Linked DNA regions of Rattus norvegicus: all the other regions are linked to region 3. Evidence: chromatin contacts called from public Hi-C and HiChIP or PLAC-seq data. All regions are on one chromosome and are shown on one strand. The core of a region is the stretch at or near the end of the contact, and the rest is flanking DNA. Distances in the headings are between cores, read along the strand shown.

Region 1 (3,369 bases), core at 840-3,339, 160 kb after region 3:
GGGATTGATGTCCTAGTCACTTTGGGAGACACTGAAGTCATCAGAGCCTTGAGAGGCCTCTGGCCACTTGACAGGTACAAAGAGAGCCCCTAACTTCTCCAGCAGCACAGGTTGTTTCAATCCCTAAGCTATGAAGAAATGAGCTGGGCCTCTGCCCAGTGCCTTGTAACTGCCCATCCATCAGGTTGAGGTTCCCAAGTTTCAGACAGCTGGCCCAAGAGCCAGAGCAAAACAATGTGATGAAGAATTGGAGGTCCTGAGCTCACCCCCAGGACCAAGGGGCATCAGGGGCGTCGGGGGCATCAGGGGCAGGCAGGGCAGACCCCACTCACCTCCGCCTTATACATGCGAATGAGGCCCTGGTTCACTTTAGACCAGGACGGGACAGCACTGATGTTCCACAGCTGGTTGGAGTGCTCTGCAAAGGGGCCGGTCTTCATCTGGAAAAGAAGTCCAGGAACTAGAGAGGCAGAGGCCACCTAGGTTCTACCTCTGCTCTCTTGCACTATGGAGATACACACACACACACACACACACACACACACACACACACACGGGCTTGGCCCCCAAGGCTTGCTGAAAAAATATAACCTCTGTCACCCACTCCTCTCTTTCACACAGACAAAACAGAGGCTTTGTTCCTATCAAATTTAGCAACCTAGGAAAACAATATGTCCACCCTGAGAGGGTAGAATGTGTTCCTATCCAGACAGCAGGCAGGCTCCCTTCCCCCTCTGTACCTGTCAAGAGGACAGGAAGGGGCTGTGGGAGACTCCACATCAGTACAGGAGGAGTGTTTGTTTAGCAAGGTCAAGAGTAGGGCAGAAGGGCCACAGCAACAAGAGGAGCAGGCACATGGACAGTCCACCAGTGCAGTTCTTCCTCAAACCCTGACTGCAGGAAGGCAGAGAAGCACTGTCACAGTCCAATGCTGTTCCTAGGGCATCAGAGGCACAGCCCGGGGACAGGGAAGGAAGCCTTTGTCCTGAGTACATTCTGCCTGCCACTGAGAGCTCAGGGCCAGTGCACTGGTGTTTATTAGCTCAGTGCGTCCTCCTCACTCCCTGCCCAGGTCCCAGGCAGCCCCGCACTACAGAGAAAGACCGACAAGCCCAGGGAGTCTGCCAAGGAAGCAGAGCCTTGGACCTTGGCGACTGAGAAGGTGGGTGGGTGAGGTGGGGCAGGCTCCGGGAGGAGACAGGATAAGCCAGACTCTCCTCACAGGAGGACATCACAGGCCACTCTACTGCTGTAGCCTTACTTGGTGGTCCCACTCCCACAGGCCTCCAGTTCTGGGAAGGGCAGTTTCTAGATTTAAATTAGAAATGCTGCCATCTTTCCATAGCACCTCCCTTCCCTAGCAAAAATCACCAATGAGAGCCTGTCTCAGAGGCCCCGCCCCAGTGCTGAGGGCAGGTTTCCAAAGCCTGCCCTGCTCCCTCCCAGGCACCTGTGGAGTCTTTCCTTGACCACAGGCACCAAAACTTACAGTGCCCTCGGCTTCCCCAGATCTATCACAACCCTCCCAAAGACTCCGCCCTCTGTCTCTCTACTTCCAACCCTGAGTCTGCACACTGCAGGCTGGACCCCTGAGCCAATTACCAGGGGCTCTGTCGCACAGCAGGTGCTCCAGGGCTGGCTCTGCAAGGGCCCTGGAACAGATAAAGGATGCTAAGATCCTGCCTGGGGACCAGCCTGCCTGGGGGGCCAGCCTGCCTGGGGACCAGCCTGCCTGGGGACCAGCCTCACTCACTAGCAAGGGATACTCAGAAAGGGCTGTCTGGCAGACAGCAGAGCTAGAGGCAGGCCCAGTATGTCCCCTGAGAGGCCACCGCACCCTCAAGGCCTTCAGGGCCTCAGGACTCCTAAGTCCTTCAGAAGGAGGTTCTGCAACTCAGAGAAAGAAAAAAAAAATGAGGGAGAAAAAGAAATTGGGGGTGAGAAGACAAAAAAAAAAAAAAAAATCAGTTCATTCTAGCCACAAAGGGAGAAGAGAAAGAGCGAGAACAAGCAAGCAACTGCAGTCCCGCAGTGACCCCAGGGGAATCGTGTGAGTCAGAGCAGCCATATTGAGCAGGAAATTACTCACAGACGCTGCGTTCCTGCCTCTCCACTCCCCAGAGAATCGGCCTTTTGTAAATGGTTCCTCTGTCAGTAACTGAGGGGGATGGGCGGGGTGGGGGAGGCTCAGCACAGCGCCTTCCTGTCAGCTCCTTCCCTTCCAGCTGAAATCTGATCCCTCCCTTCCCAAAACTCCAAATTTAGAAGCCAGATTGAAACTGAAATTCTTTTCCTGCCTGCCCTGGGCTCTTAAAGGCGCCAGGGCTACATTTCTGAAAGCAGCAGTAGCCCTGTATGGTGGGTTTCCTCCCTTGTCATGCCCAGGGCTATCAAAGCAGTCCTGACACAAGACCCAGCAAAGAGAAGTGGTTTCCTTCCCAACTTCCTTGGGTTTTGTGTGACCAGTAAAGACTGCAGGTCTCCCTGACCAAAAGTCCGAGCATACTGTAGGCTTGAGACCTGGGGTCTGGGTAAAGCCACTCACTTAACTGATGGGGGTTATAAATAAAAACTGCCAACTTCATGACGTGCAGGGGTGGGGGGAAATATCTATATATCTGTATCCATATCTCTGTCTGTCTAGCTATCTATCTGTGAACAGCAGCGGCAGAGCTGCTACAACTGCCCAACCCAAGCAGGCAGACCGCCCTTGCTCCCACAGTGCCTAGCAACCACCCAGAGCTTGACTGACCCCAGAGCCTGGAACCAAGAGAAAAGCAAGCCTTGCAGAGAAGGTGCACAACAGCCAGAAAGCTGCCTCTCCCTCTTCCTACCTCCGTCACTGAAAGCCACCTGAGCTCAGCGCACTTTAGCGCCTCCTTGTGGTTATTTGGGCTACCTTCCTTGGGGTCCTCCAGCCCAAACTTTGGGGAAAGCTTTTGGGGTTTTATACCAGCAGGAAACAGACACATGCACACTAAATCTGAGCACAGGATCGATCACTAGTCTCTGAGGCCCAGCCGCGCTAGCCTCCTTGTTGGAATCACTGACAGGGGCGCAGGGGCTTGGCCAGCCGCCAGAGGAAGCAGTAACAGCTTAGGCTTCTGCCTCAAGCAGCAAGCGCTGCACAATCTGCAGCTCCTTCCCACCCAGTCCTGCCCTCTCACCCTAGAGCCTCCCCATCCCCTCACTGCACGATGAAGTCCTGTAGAGCTGTCTTTCACAGCAGTGAGCCAGGCTGCCCCCAGTCCTTCTGACCTTGAGCTGCCACACTGCTGAAGGCAGCACATCTCTAAGAACCAAGTAGTGGCTGGCCAGCCGTCAGTCCTGGCTCCATTTGCTGACTTGGAAAAAATGTGTCATTCCCCT
Region 2 (3,333 bases), core at 202-2,701, 170 kb before region 3:
GTCAGACCCTGTCCAGCCTAATTATTCATTAACTGAGCAAGTCAGGGCACTGAGTTAATGGCCTGTGGAGAGCTGGGGGAAATTCTTCCTGGGAAGGCAGAAGGACCAGCAAGAAAGGGAAGCCTACATGTGAAGGAGGGGCTGTCAGTCATTCACACACACACACACACATACACACACACACACACACACACACACACCACATACACCACACATACACACCACACACCACACACACACACCACACACACCATACACAGACACACCACACACACACACCACACATACACACATCACACACACACACCACACACACACACACCCCACACCCCACAAACATACCACACACACTATACACATACACACACACAACACACACACAACACACACACCACACCACCACACCACACACACACAGTACACACAGTGCACACACTACACACACACACACCACAAACACACCACGCACACTATACACATACATACACACACACCACACACACACACACCACGCACACTATACACATATACACACACCACACACACACACACACCACAAACACACCACACACACTATACACATACACACACCACACACCACACACACACACCACAAACACACCACGCACACTATACACATACACACACCACACACCACACACACACACCACACACACCACACACCACACCATACACACACACACATACACACACACACATGCCACTCTGTCTAGCAATGGCAGGGCCCTTGAAGTCTGGCTGGAGGAATTAATGATTTAGGGACCACCAAAGAGTGCTCTGTCTGTGGCAGAGGGTATATGGGTCCAGTTGGTGACTTGGCCTGGAGAGGCGGCAAAGACTTGCAGACCCTGTCCCACCTCACTCAGCCCATTGCCCATGGCACACTCTGTTCCTCGGGTTGGTGGCAGCAAGCCAGCCTCCATCCACATCAGGGATTGTCTCCGGTGTCAAGGTCTCCCTGAACCTCCAATTGTCTGCTCCAGCACCTTGTTCGCAGACATGGTCATTCCGAAGGGGCCGAAGAGGCAAGCCATGAAGGGTGGGCTGGGGGAGACAGAACCTCTGGCCTGGGAGCCCAGGAAGGGCTAAGAGAGCCAGGGAGCAGCTGGGGGCTTGTCCTGCCCTCCGAGTTGCTGAGGATAGGGAGGAGGATGAAGAGAAAGGGTTGGGAAGAGGTGAGCTCTTGGGGGAGCAGGGAGTTGTCTCTTGGTGACACTTGAGTCACTACGTGTATAGCTGTGAAGATGGTCACCCTGTGTCTAAGAAGCTGCTGAAGAAAGCCAGATCCCCCCAGTTGCTTCTACCAGGTGAGGCAAGTGTGGGGTGTGGCCCCTTAGTTTCATGGCCACACCCTCCTTCCTCTATCTCCACTGCTGGGAACTGCTGGGCAGCTTTAGACAAAGAAGGTTTTTATTAAAATGCAAATGAACTTTCACAGCCCAATCCAGCTCCTGGGGTTTGAGGGTATAATCCTAACCCGGCATTCCCTCCCAGCCTCAGGCCTGGCCTCACGGAACAGTCTTGGCCACCGGGGTGATGGAGTACCTGTCACGTCTCCAGTTTCTCTCTGCTAAATCTGACCCTTCCTAGTGAGCCACTCAGAATCTCGCTCAGGTTGGAACCCCAAGAAGGCGGGCAGAGGGGACCTAAGTCTTTTGCCTCTCCTTCTGAGGTCACAGGGGCTACAGAACGGAGCAGCTGTAACCCCAGCCTAAGGATCAGGAGAAACTTTAGTGGCGGCCTAGGGCTGGGCTTCTCCCAACAGAGGTGGGAGGAGGGGCTGTTTGTTCAACCCCGAGAGAGGGCGGAGGTGAGATTTCAAAGCCTTCACCATTTGTTAGCCTTCTCTGGGCCCAGGCTGCATTCCAGACCTGAGGGGGTCCTGCCCCTGAGAAACCCAGGAGAATCTGGTTACAGCCCAGCTGTGGAGCCCGGCCCAGCGGACAGTCTGGTTGCTGCTTCTGGCAACAGTCCAACTCCCGCCCCCTACCCGGGAACTGACAAAGCTCGCTTAGGCTCCTGGAAGAAAGGGAGCCGTACAGCACTTTGCAGATAACATCATCTGGGATTCCCCTGACCCCCCGGGCCTGAAACTGTTGCTACTACTGTGGATCTGATCTCTGCCCTGCCAAACCTGGTCAGGAATTTGGAGGAAGTGGGTGGGCTGGACTGACTTCTTTGCTGCACAGCTCAAACCATGGTTTCTTTTCTTTTTTCTTTTTTTAAAAGATTTATTCATTTATTATATATAAGTACACTGTAGCTGTCTTCAGATACACCAGAAGAGGGCATCGGATCTCTTTATAGATGGTTGTGAGCCACCATGTGGTTGCTGGGAATTGAACTCAGGACCTCTGGAAGAGCAGTCGGGTGCTCTTAACCACTGAGCCATCTCTCCAGCCCTCTTTTCTTTATTTACACATTTGGTTACTTTTTTTTTTTTTGGTTCTTTTTTTCGGAGCTGGGGATGGTTACTTTTTGAGACGGGATCTCTTGTAGCCCAGGCTGGCCTCCAACTTGATACTTGTTAAGGTGACCTTGAACTTCTGATCCTACTGCCCCTACCCTCCCCACCACTGGCATTGGTGGTACTTGGCATGTGCTGTCCTTTCCCTGTGCTTCACTGACTGACAAGTGGTCAGGCAAACATTTGTGCGTGCATGTATACTTGGGGAACCCTGCTGGGCTAGGAGTACAGTCTTTCCACCTCCCAACCCCATAGGGGCTTCCTGCAAGGGGGACTCTGGCTTGGAAACCAAGCTTGGGTATAAACCAAGTGGGTTCCAAAGAGAGGGGGGAATATGGGCGATTCAGACCCTTGTCTCCGGGCAATGGCTGGCTAACAGTGCTGTGTTCTGGGTCAGCGAGGCAGGGATTCCGTGTGGTAGTGATCACTGTGTTTGTCTGAAGTAAAGGTATGATAAATAGACACAAGACCGTGGGTTCTGCGCTGGAGAGATGGCTCGGCAATTAAGAGCGCTGGCTGCTCTTCCAGAGGTCCTGAGTTCAATTCCCAGCAACCACTTGGTGGCTCACAACCATCTGTAATGGAATCCAATGCCCTCTTCTGGTGTGTTTGAAGACAGCAACAGAGTAAATAAGTCTTAAAAATAAAATAAAATAAAATAAAAAAGACCTTGGTTTCCACACGCAATTCCCAGCACCCACATAGTGGCTCAAACAGCCTGTGATTCCAGTTCTAGGGGATCAGATGATCAGATGACCTCTTCTGACCTTGTCAGTCACCAGCCACAGACCTGACATTCATGTAGACAAAATTCCTATACCCTAGAAAGTAAATAAATAAAATTA
Region 3 (3,719 bases), core at 473-2,972:
ACAAGCAAAGGTCAACTTCCATCCAATTTCCCGGTAAGCAAGGAAACCGTTGGGGTGAGAAGGCTCTGTAAGAGGAGTGGGATGGACACCAGTCAAAGGGACAAGGGAAGGGTGGTCTCAAGCAGCTATGTCATACAGCTGTCAGAAGCTGGGTTCTCCAGAAGGACAAGTCTACGGCTGCTTCCTGGCAAGTGGGCTACCCTCCTTGACTCTTTGTTGGTCAGCAAGGCTGGGGCTGGGGCAGGAGACTGACGGGAAGTAGTGGTGAATAACACAGGGGGTGAGGATGGGCTCTGGGGCTGGTAGCATAGGCTCAGGATGACTTTCCAGGTCAAAGCTGAGGCCAGCACTGAATGCCCAGATGCCCCATGGGAAGCTGCCACCTGTCACCCCGTTGGGGGTCTTCATTAGGATAAGAAATAAACAGGGCTGTGGGGTGGGGGACAGTTACAGGGCTGTCACAGCACTGGAAGTCACAGAGAAACTGTTTAAATCAAGACCCCCTGGCTCGCTGGGCTTGGAAGGTCTCAGGGTAGCTGTTCCAGCACCTTCTCTAGCCCTTGGATTCCCTTTCATCTTCATCACTCAGTCAGGGAGGCCTGGGTGGCTCCAATCTGGGCACTCTCAAGCCTTGCTCGACGCCTTGCCTTAGTTTGCCCATCTATAGGTCGCCAATAACAACAATGCTTGCTAAGGGCTGTTGTAGGGGTTGCTGGGATCTTTGTGGGGTGATCACAACCAGGAGCCAGGTCCAGTGTGAGCTACTCATTCCTACCTGTCCCCCTCCCCCGGGCACTTTGCGTCCTCCCAGTCCAAGGGTGGCATCTCCTGGGTGTTGTATGAGAAGCCCGGGGCCCTACAGGGCTGAGGATGGCTGGTTGCCTATTGGCTGAGGCTCCTGCTTGCTTTAGGCCTGTAGCTGCCTGAGATCCCTTACCCTGTCTGGCTTCTTAGAGCACAGAGCAAGTTGCCTTTGGAGAGCTATGGGCTGGAGAGCAATGGGCTAGCTTTTGTGGTTCCTGTCCTCCCTGGGCTCACAGTCTGATTGTGAGTCGGGAAACCAGAGACTGCAGCAGGATGGCTAGGGCATGAGGGACTTCCTAGAGAAGATGCTCAGAGGAGGGGCAGGGGAGATAAAGGTAGCAGAAGTTGCTCGAAGCACCCAAGAGGTGCAGGGGCTCACTGTGTCCCCACGGACACTGTGGGTCAGGACAGAGCCGTACATGAGTTCACACACGGGGACCAGGATCTTCTGGGCCCTGGTTTGGGTTGGATAATCAAGAGGAACCATTGCTCGCAAAATCCCTGGCACCCGTGAAGACATAAAGCAGGTTCTACCATCACCACCCCCATTTTACGTATGAAGAAACTGAGGTTCAGGGAGGACAGCAGCACACTCCTGGTCCTGCTGGTTGGTCTATCTCTAGAGAAACCTAGGACTGACCTGGGTGTGGCCTCTCCAGATCTGGAAGGGACTAGGGACCAGGGACTGGGAGTTGGGATAGAGGAGTAGAGGAACTGAAGGGGTGAGCAGCAAAAACCACACAAAATCCTACTAGTACTAGGCAGAGAGATAGAGGAATGTGGGTGGGGACAGGGTCAGTCGAGGAGAGGCCTGGAACCCCCAGAGTCCCGGATAGTTCCCTCTCCCTCCCAGGTGCGACCCCTCAACTTCCCGGAAGACACCACCCCCAGCTGGGCGGGGAGAAGGCCCACCGCCCCCCGAGCCGCCCAATCAGAGGCACTCCCAGTCTGATGGCGGAGGCGCGGGCTGAGGGTTCCCCCGGGCCTTCGGGGGAGCCCGGGGACCTGACCCCGACTCGATGCCCCCGGCCCCCGCCCCCCAGCCTCATTAGCACCGACGCCGGTCGTCTCCCCTAGCTTTCCGGTGGCTCCAGAATTTAAAGGTTAAATCCTAACCTCATCTCAGCAGTTTCTCCGGGCTTTGCCTACCCAGCGCCAGTTGCTGGTAATTATATGCATCTCCGAGCAGCCAATCAGCTGTCAGACTGACAGATACTGATCTTTTCGTTTTATTTTTAGCTCTGTGCTTCCCCCTCTAGTTGCAAAAAAAAATTCTGTTTGTTCTGAAAGCCGCTGCCTGCAGCCCTGCAGCCTGCTCTCATCTCTCTTACAGCCAGGCGCGAGCAGGCGGCCACTAAGGATGAAGCCTCCATCCCTGCTCCAAAGCAAGGACAAAACGGCCTCTGTCCCCAGCTAAGGACCCGGCTAGGATGAAACCGGGCTGCTGCACAGGGCCGAGGCGTCCTCGGACGCACAGCTATGGGAGAGAAGATGGCCTTGGTTGCGGCATGGAATAGAGGCATGGAATAGAAACAAATCCTGTCGGTGGCGCCCGGAGGCTAGGAGAGGGGCAAAGACAAACAGACCGGCAGAGCTAGACTGAGAGTGGAGGGGATTACACAAGCCAGTGACCCCAGAAAAGCAATCACCTCAAAAACTGAACAGGAAAGGGGCCCAGAGTCTGCCCTAGAGGGCTCAGTAGAGGCTTCTAGCCTAGTTTTGCAGGGGCAGACCATGCCAGGCACACTGGACCACCCTTTCTAAGTCACCTGCCACGGGAAAGGCCAATGATATGCCCCCCCTGGAGTCCTTTTATGGATCGTTCTAGAAGGCTGTATGGGCCTCCCAGGAGGCCCCTGGTCACACAGCAGATTTTGGAGAGGCCAGCGCTGAGGGGTAGAAATCATCAGGGCTATTCTTTCTGTGTCACAGCACTCTATAGTTTATAGAATTTCCCCCTTGTGCCTCAACACTCTGCCCCATACCCATGCTTGGCCACAGATACAGAGAAGCTGGCCAGCCAGGACAGGGCAAGGGTCCCATTATGTCCACTTCTCTCAGGAGGTAGAAGGGCAGTGTGGCTTTCAGGTTAGAATCCCAGCCACAGAGGCCTGGTTTACGGCCAGGTCACCGTTTACCAGCTCTGGGACCCTACACCACTACAAGCTCTCAAAGCTGCAATATTCCCATCCGTAAAGTGGGTCTCAGTCGTACCTGCACCTCCTGGAGGGACTCTGGGGGAGTAAATGGTCACTCTTGGCTCCAGCACCCCCCAGGGCCTAACACTCTAGGAGCATCATTAGGTCCTCTGTTTGATAGACGGGGAAACTGAGGTTCGTCTGACTCTTAATTGGCAGATCTGGGGCTAGAACTCTCCCCTCCCTTTTTGGCTTCCTATTCTCTGACACCACAGATGGTGTGCTGAGAAGAAGGCTGAGGAAAAGCGAGGAGAAGGGAATTAGGAGACCCAACGAGACGGCGGGAGGGAGGAACAACCAGATCAATTACTTGCGCTATAAATTCTGCTGTTTTGCAAAGTGAGCACACAACCAGAGAGGCAGGGATCCCGGTAGGACCTGGATGGAGCTGAGCATGCAGCACCCCAAGCTGCCTTCCTCCTGTGCTGGGGGGCAGAGATAGGAAGGAGGAGCTGCCGGTTGGGGTGCTGTGGAGGTTGAGGGCCCACAAGTGGGGAGCAGAGGACAGAATGGCCTTGAGTTCTTGGGGAAGCCAGCCTCCCTGCCCCTCTCTAGCAGCATTCCTCTCTGTGCTGCTGGATGGGAAGCCTGCCTTTACTGCTGGCCCTGGACCTCAACATGCCCATCCATAGAATGGGGTCATGAGGGCATCTCTTTCTGGGGCCAGTGGGAGGGGGTCGGTGAAGTGTGGGTGGTTTTGCCTGGGGCCCTGCAAAC
Region 4 (3,449 bases), core at 438-2,937, 210 kb before region 3:
AAGTGCAGATGGGCCTGGAACTCAGGGTCGAAAAGCTATAGGCTCCTCTCCCCTCACCAGGTCAGCTCAGGAACCACAGCTCTACCTTTCTGAGGATGCCACCGTGAGCAGCCGCCTACCCTTCATCTCCAGGGCCACCGCCCCAAGGCCAAGGGGAGGCCTAAGAACCTTCCTGGACACCCCTAACAATCCGGAGCAGGTGGGCAAATCGCCCTGTCCCGGGAGCCAGAAGCTGGTGAGCAGCCCAGGGCAGCTGGCCAGCAGAAGCACCAGCCCTCAGTGACTCTGCAGGGGAGCCTCTCTGTTGGATTTGTGTGGCCTGGCCTCCCTCGGTGTGGAGCGGAGGGGGAGGAAGTCCTTGAGCCTGGCTAGTGAGTGGGTGGGCTGTGCTTCAGTCTAGACCAACTGCAGGGAGGGACCACCTGCCGCCACGCCCCACCCCCGGGCCCCGGGGACCTGTCTCCTCCCACCTGGGCTCCCAGGGAACCTGTCTGCTCCCCGTCTCCTCCCTGGGCTCCCCTCAGCAGTGCCTTGCTCCCTCTAGGAATCCTTTCTGCCCAGTTTGGTGCTGCAGACCGTTCTAAAGCAAGGCCGCCCTAAGGGCTACCAGCTCCTTCTGCCGACCACAAACCGGCAGCAGGCTCACAGGTGAATGCCTGCCAGAGGCCCCCCTGCTCAGAAGTGTACCCATGCCAGGCAATGAGGAGAGTGCTTCTTCGCCCCACAAATAAACACACCTCCCAGGTGGCTGGGATGGATCACTAGGTCCTCCAGTATGAGCCATTCTGGGTGCCTGATTGGGGACCACTTGGATTCCTGGGTGGGGGAGATTAGGGCGGATTCACAGCTGGGATGAGGCTGGTGATATGGGGGGGGACAGGGCACCCGAGGGGCTCAGCTTGTCCTAAGGGATGCTTTCCCAAGGGGTGGGGGGCACTCACTACACAACCTCAAACCTAAATCAACCCATACCTGAAGCAGACCCCCAGCCATGACCTCAGCCTAGGAGAGTGGATAAACAACTTGTCTTTAGCGCCAGAGGCTTCTCTGCCCAACTTTTAGTAGAGGGTATGGGTATCTAGACCCCAGCCCAGGAAAAAGAGGCCTGTGTATGGGTAATTCTTAGTCCTTTTAGCCTGATGCAGTTCAGATCCACATGGGGAAGTGGCCTGAGTCAAGGTGGCAGGCGCCTCCTAGCATTTATCTGCTGCACTAACCTAGACACTGACATACACCCAAGTGCCCCATCACTCCATGTCCCAACCCCTGGGGGAAGCCTGGGAGCCAGCCCTCCCTCTTTGGAGTTTCACCTTGTTCTTGCGCTCTGGCCAGGTCTTTATCGCCACCTGCTGGCCCTTGAAGAAACGGCTCGGACTCGGCGCGGAGTGGAGTCTAACTGGGAGGACCGAATGCTGGGGGTTTGGGCTGGACTGGGCCGGTCATCTTAGGGACCAGATGGGCTGGGGATGATGAAGGGCTGAAGAAAGGTAGATCCGGACCCGGTATGCGACGCGATGCGTCAACGTCATCTGCGCTGGGCTGGAGCGGGCCTCGGTCCCTTTCTGGGCTTTCAGGCTGAGACCCAGGACGTGGAATTCTGGAGTGCTGCGCACCGCGGGTGCGGGTTCTGCCTCTGTTTCCCCGGCCGCCTGCAGCGCCGCGCCGCACCGCGCGGGGGCAGTGTTGGCCTGGCTTTGCGCCGCGAAACTTCAGCTCTAGTCCGGTGTTGAAAACTTTCCCTTAGGCAGTGCTCGCTGTGATCCCTGAATCCTGGGTTCTGCGCTCCCCACTGTGGGGAACTCGGCCTCCAGTCTGCAACCGGGAGACCTGACCTTCACGGAGAGGCTGGTAACGCACAGAACAGACCCATGCAAGGAAAAAATCTTGGAGGTCGAAGTAGGACACACCACAGAGACCCCACACACAGAGGACAGCACATACTCACCACCACCTGGAGACCCCACACACAGGGAGAACACACAGACAGGCACACCATACGACACCAATAGAGACCCCACACACGTAGAAAACCATACCACAGATGTTCACAGCAGACACAGTCCAGGTACATAACACACACTGTATATACAACATGTACAGATACCACACATGGAGAAGCACACACCACACACACACACACACACACACACACACACACACACACAACTGATACACATGGACACAGGCACACATGTAACAACACATCATACACATGGAAAAACAGACACAAAGAGGTACTCGCACACATACCACATAAACACAGATACACACAGCACATGATACATGGGACCATACACATGGCACACAGACGTCCTCCCACACGGGGAAGCCAGGCATACTTACCCCAGAAAGAATGCACACACAGCCCATTCCACACACAGAGGTAACACACTTCAGAGCTTGTGTTGCACACTGAAGTATGTACCATGGACCTCTGGAGGACCAGGGTCCTAGAGGACTTCAGAAGTGTCATCAGCCTACACCCACAACATGGCAGTTCGTGTGGTGCCTGAACTTAGGTGACCAAGAAGGGGCTGGGAATGCTGAAACTGGGAAAAGACCCCTTTCAAACAACCTAGGTCTTTCCTCAGAGTGATTCCATTCTCCTTCCCAGAGCCTGTACTGAACCTTTTTGTCTGGATGGTTGAGCAGGGCCTCACTGTGGACCTGGTCTGTGATCACTCTGTGATCACTCCAGGCTGGCCTGGAACTCAGAGATCTGCCCGCCTTTGCCCACCTCAGTGTTAGGATTAAAGTGTGTGCCACCATGCCTGCCATGCCTCGTGGGGCCTTTAAAGGTGGCCCCCAGGCACAGGGGAGCTGGGGGAAAATCCTAGCTTTGGGTCCCTTTCCAGTAGCATAGTGGGTGTGGTAGCCGTGTACCATGTGCTTTAGGGCTGGTCTGTTCCTCTCCCGGGTGAGGCCTTCCCAACTCTCTCATCTCCCTGATCACCACCACAGACTATATCTCTTGGGCCAAGTCAAGTAGGGCATGGGAACTAGGCTCGTTGACAGATGCAGGGTGTCCCCACTCTGACAGGAAGCCCTGCCCCTTTCTCTGGAATGTTCTCTGCCTTGTGAGTCTTTGTACCCTGGTGGTGACTCATTAGCCCTAGAAGTGAGGGCTGCTGCTTACACTGCCATGTGTGAGGAGCTGGGTCTGGTCCCCACAGTGTGGGCAGGAGAGATGGCTCAGTGGTTAAGAGCACTTGCTGCTCTCTCAGAGGTCCTGGGTTTGGTTTCCAGCACCCACATCAGTTCACAACTGCCTGTACCTTCTCTTCTGGACTCTGCAGTAACTTCACTCACGTTCATTCACATGCGTGCATGCTCACGGGCACATTTGCATGTGCACACACAAACACAATTTTAAAAAAAAATTTTTTTTTTTCCCTGACGGTGTCACATTATGTAGCTCTGGTTGTCCTGGAACTCACTCTACAGACCAG

The links. Hi-C and Micro-C count contacts between places; a contact is called where the count stands out from the background. HiChIP or PLAC-seq counts read pairs in DNA pulled down with a chosen protein or histone mark.
Region 1: an H3K27ac HiChIP or PLAC-seq map of oligodendrocytes shows a contact between it and region 3, with 4 times the contacts expected there. The contact joins two enhancer-like sites. A contact is called at or near these places in 1 of 12 Hi-C or Micro-C datasets (mammary epithelial cells) and 1 of 1 datasets of contacts at active chromatin or transcription factors (oligodendrocytes).
Region 2: a Hi-C map of the A7r5 cell line shows a contact between it and region 3, with 2.3 times the contacts expected there. The contact joins two enhancer-like sites. A contact is called at or near these places in 2 of 12 Hi-C or Micro-C datasets (the A7r5 cell line and mammary epithelial cells) and 1 of 1 datasets of contacts at active chromatin or transcription factors (oligodendrocytes).
Region 4: a contact with region 3 is called in a Hi-C map of Schwann cells, with 12 times the contacts expected there. The contact joins two enhancer-like sites. A contact is called at or near these places in 7 of 12 Hi-C or Micro-C datasets (the A7r5 cell line, Schwann cells, frontal cortex and 4 more) and 1 of 1 datasets of contacts at active chromatin or transcription factors (oligodendrocytes).

What each region holds. Positions count from the first base shown.
Region 1 is chr3:34,110,466-34,113,834 of GRCr8, reverse strand. It overlaps Ptpa (protein phosphatase 2 phosphatase activator), which reads right to left. Exons shown (of 10, transcript NM_001108577.2): 9 at 333-440. Among named protein-coding and RNA genes, the nearest start is that of Ptpa, 25 kb to the right of the region's middle. Within about 2 kb of position 2,089, at least 83 of the 93 cell types and tissues checked have an H3K27ac peak or open chromatin away from gene starts, as enhancers often do.
Region 2 is chr3:34,434,104-34,437,436 of GRCr8, reverse strand. No RefSeq gene overlaps it. Among named protein-coding and RNA genes, the nearest start is that of C3h9orf50, 49 kb to the left of the region's middle. Within about 2 kb of position 1,451, at least 36 of the 93 cell types and tissues checked have an H3K27ac peak or open chromatin away from gene starts, as enhancers often do. A contact at or near this core is called in the A7r5 cell line, where this site is marked.
Region 3 is chr3:34,265,949-34,269,667 of GRCr8, reverse strand. No RefSeq gene overlaps it. Among named protein-coding and RNA genes, the nearest start is that of Ier5l, 120 kb to the right of the region's middle. Within about 2 kb of position 1,722, at least 62 of the 93 cell types and tissues checked have an H3K27ac peak or open chromatin away from gene starts, as enhancers often do. A contact at or near this core is called in the A7r5 cell line and Schwann cells, where this site is marked.
Region 4 is chr3:34,475,834-34,479,282 of GRCr8, reverse strand. It overlaps C3h9orf50 (similar to human chromosome 9 open reading frame 50), which reads left to right. Exons shown (of 6, transcript NM_001100979.1): 5 at 61-235; 6 at 545-758. The coding sequence ends at 652. Among named protein-coding and RNA genes, the nearest start is that of C3h9orf50, 7.2 kb to the left of the region's middle. Within about 2 kb of position 1,687, at least 35 of the 93 cell types and tissues checked have an H3K27ac peak or open chromatin away from gene starts, as enhancers often do. A contact at or near this core is called in the A7r5 cell line and Schwann cells, where this site is marked.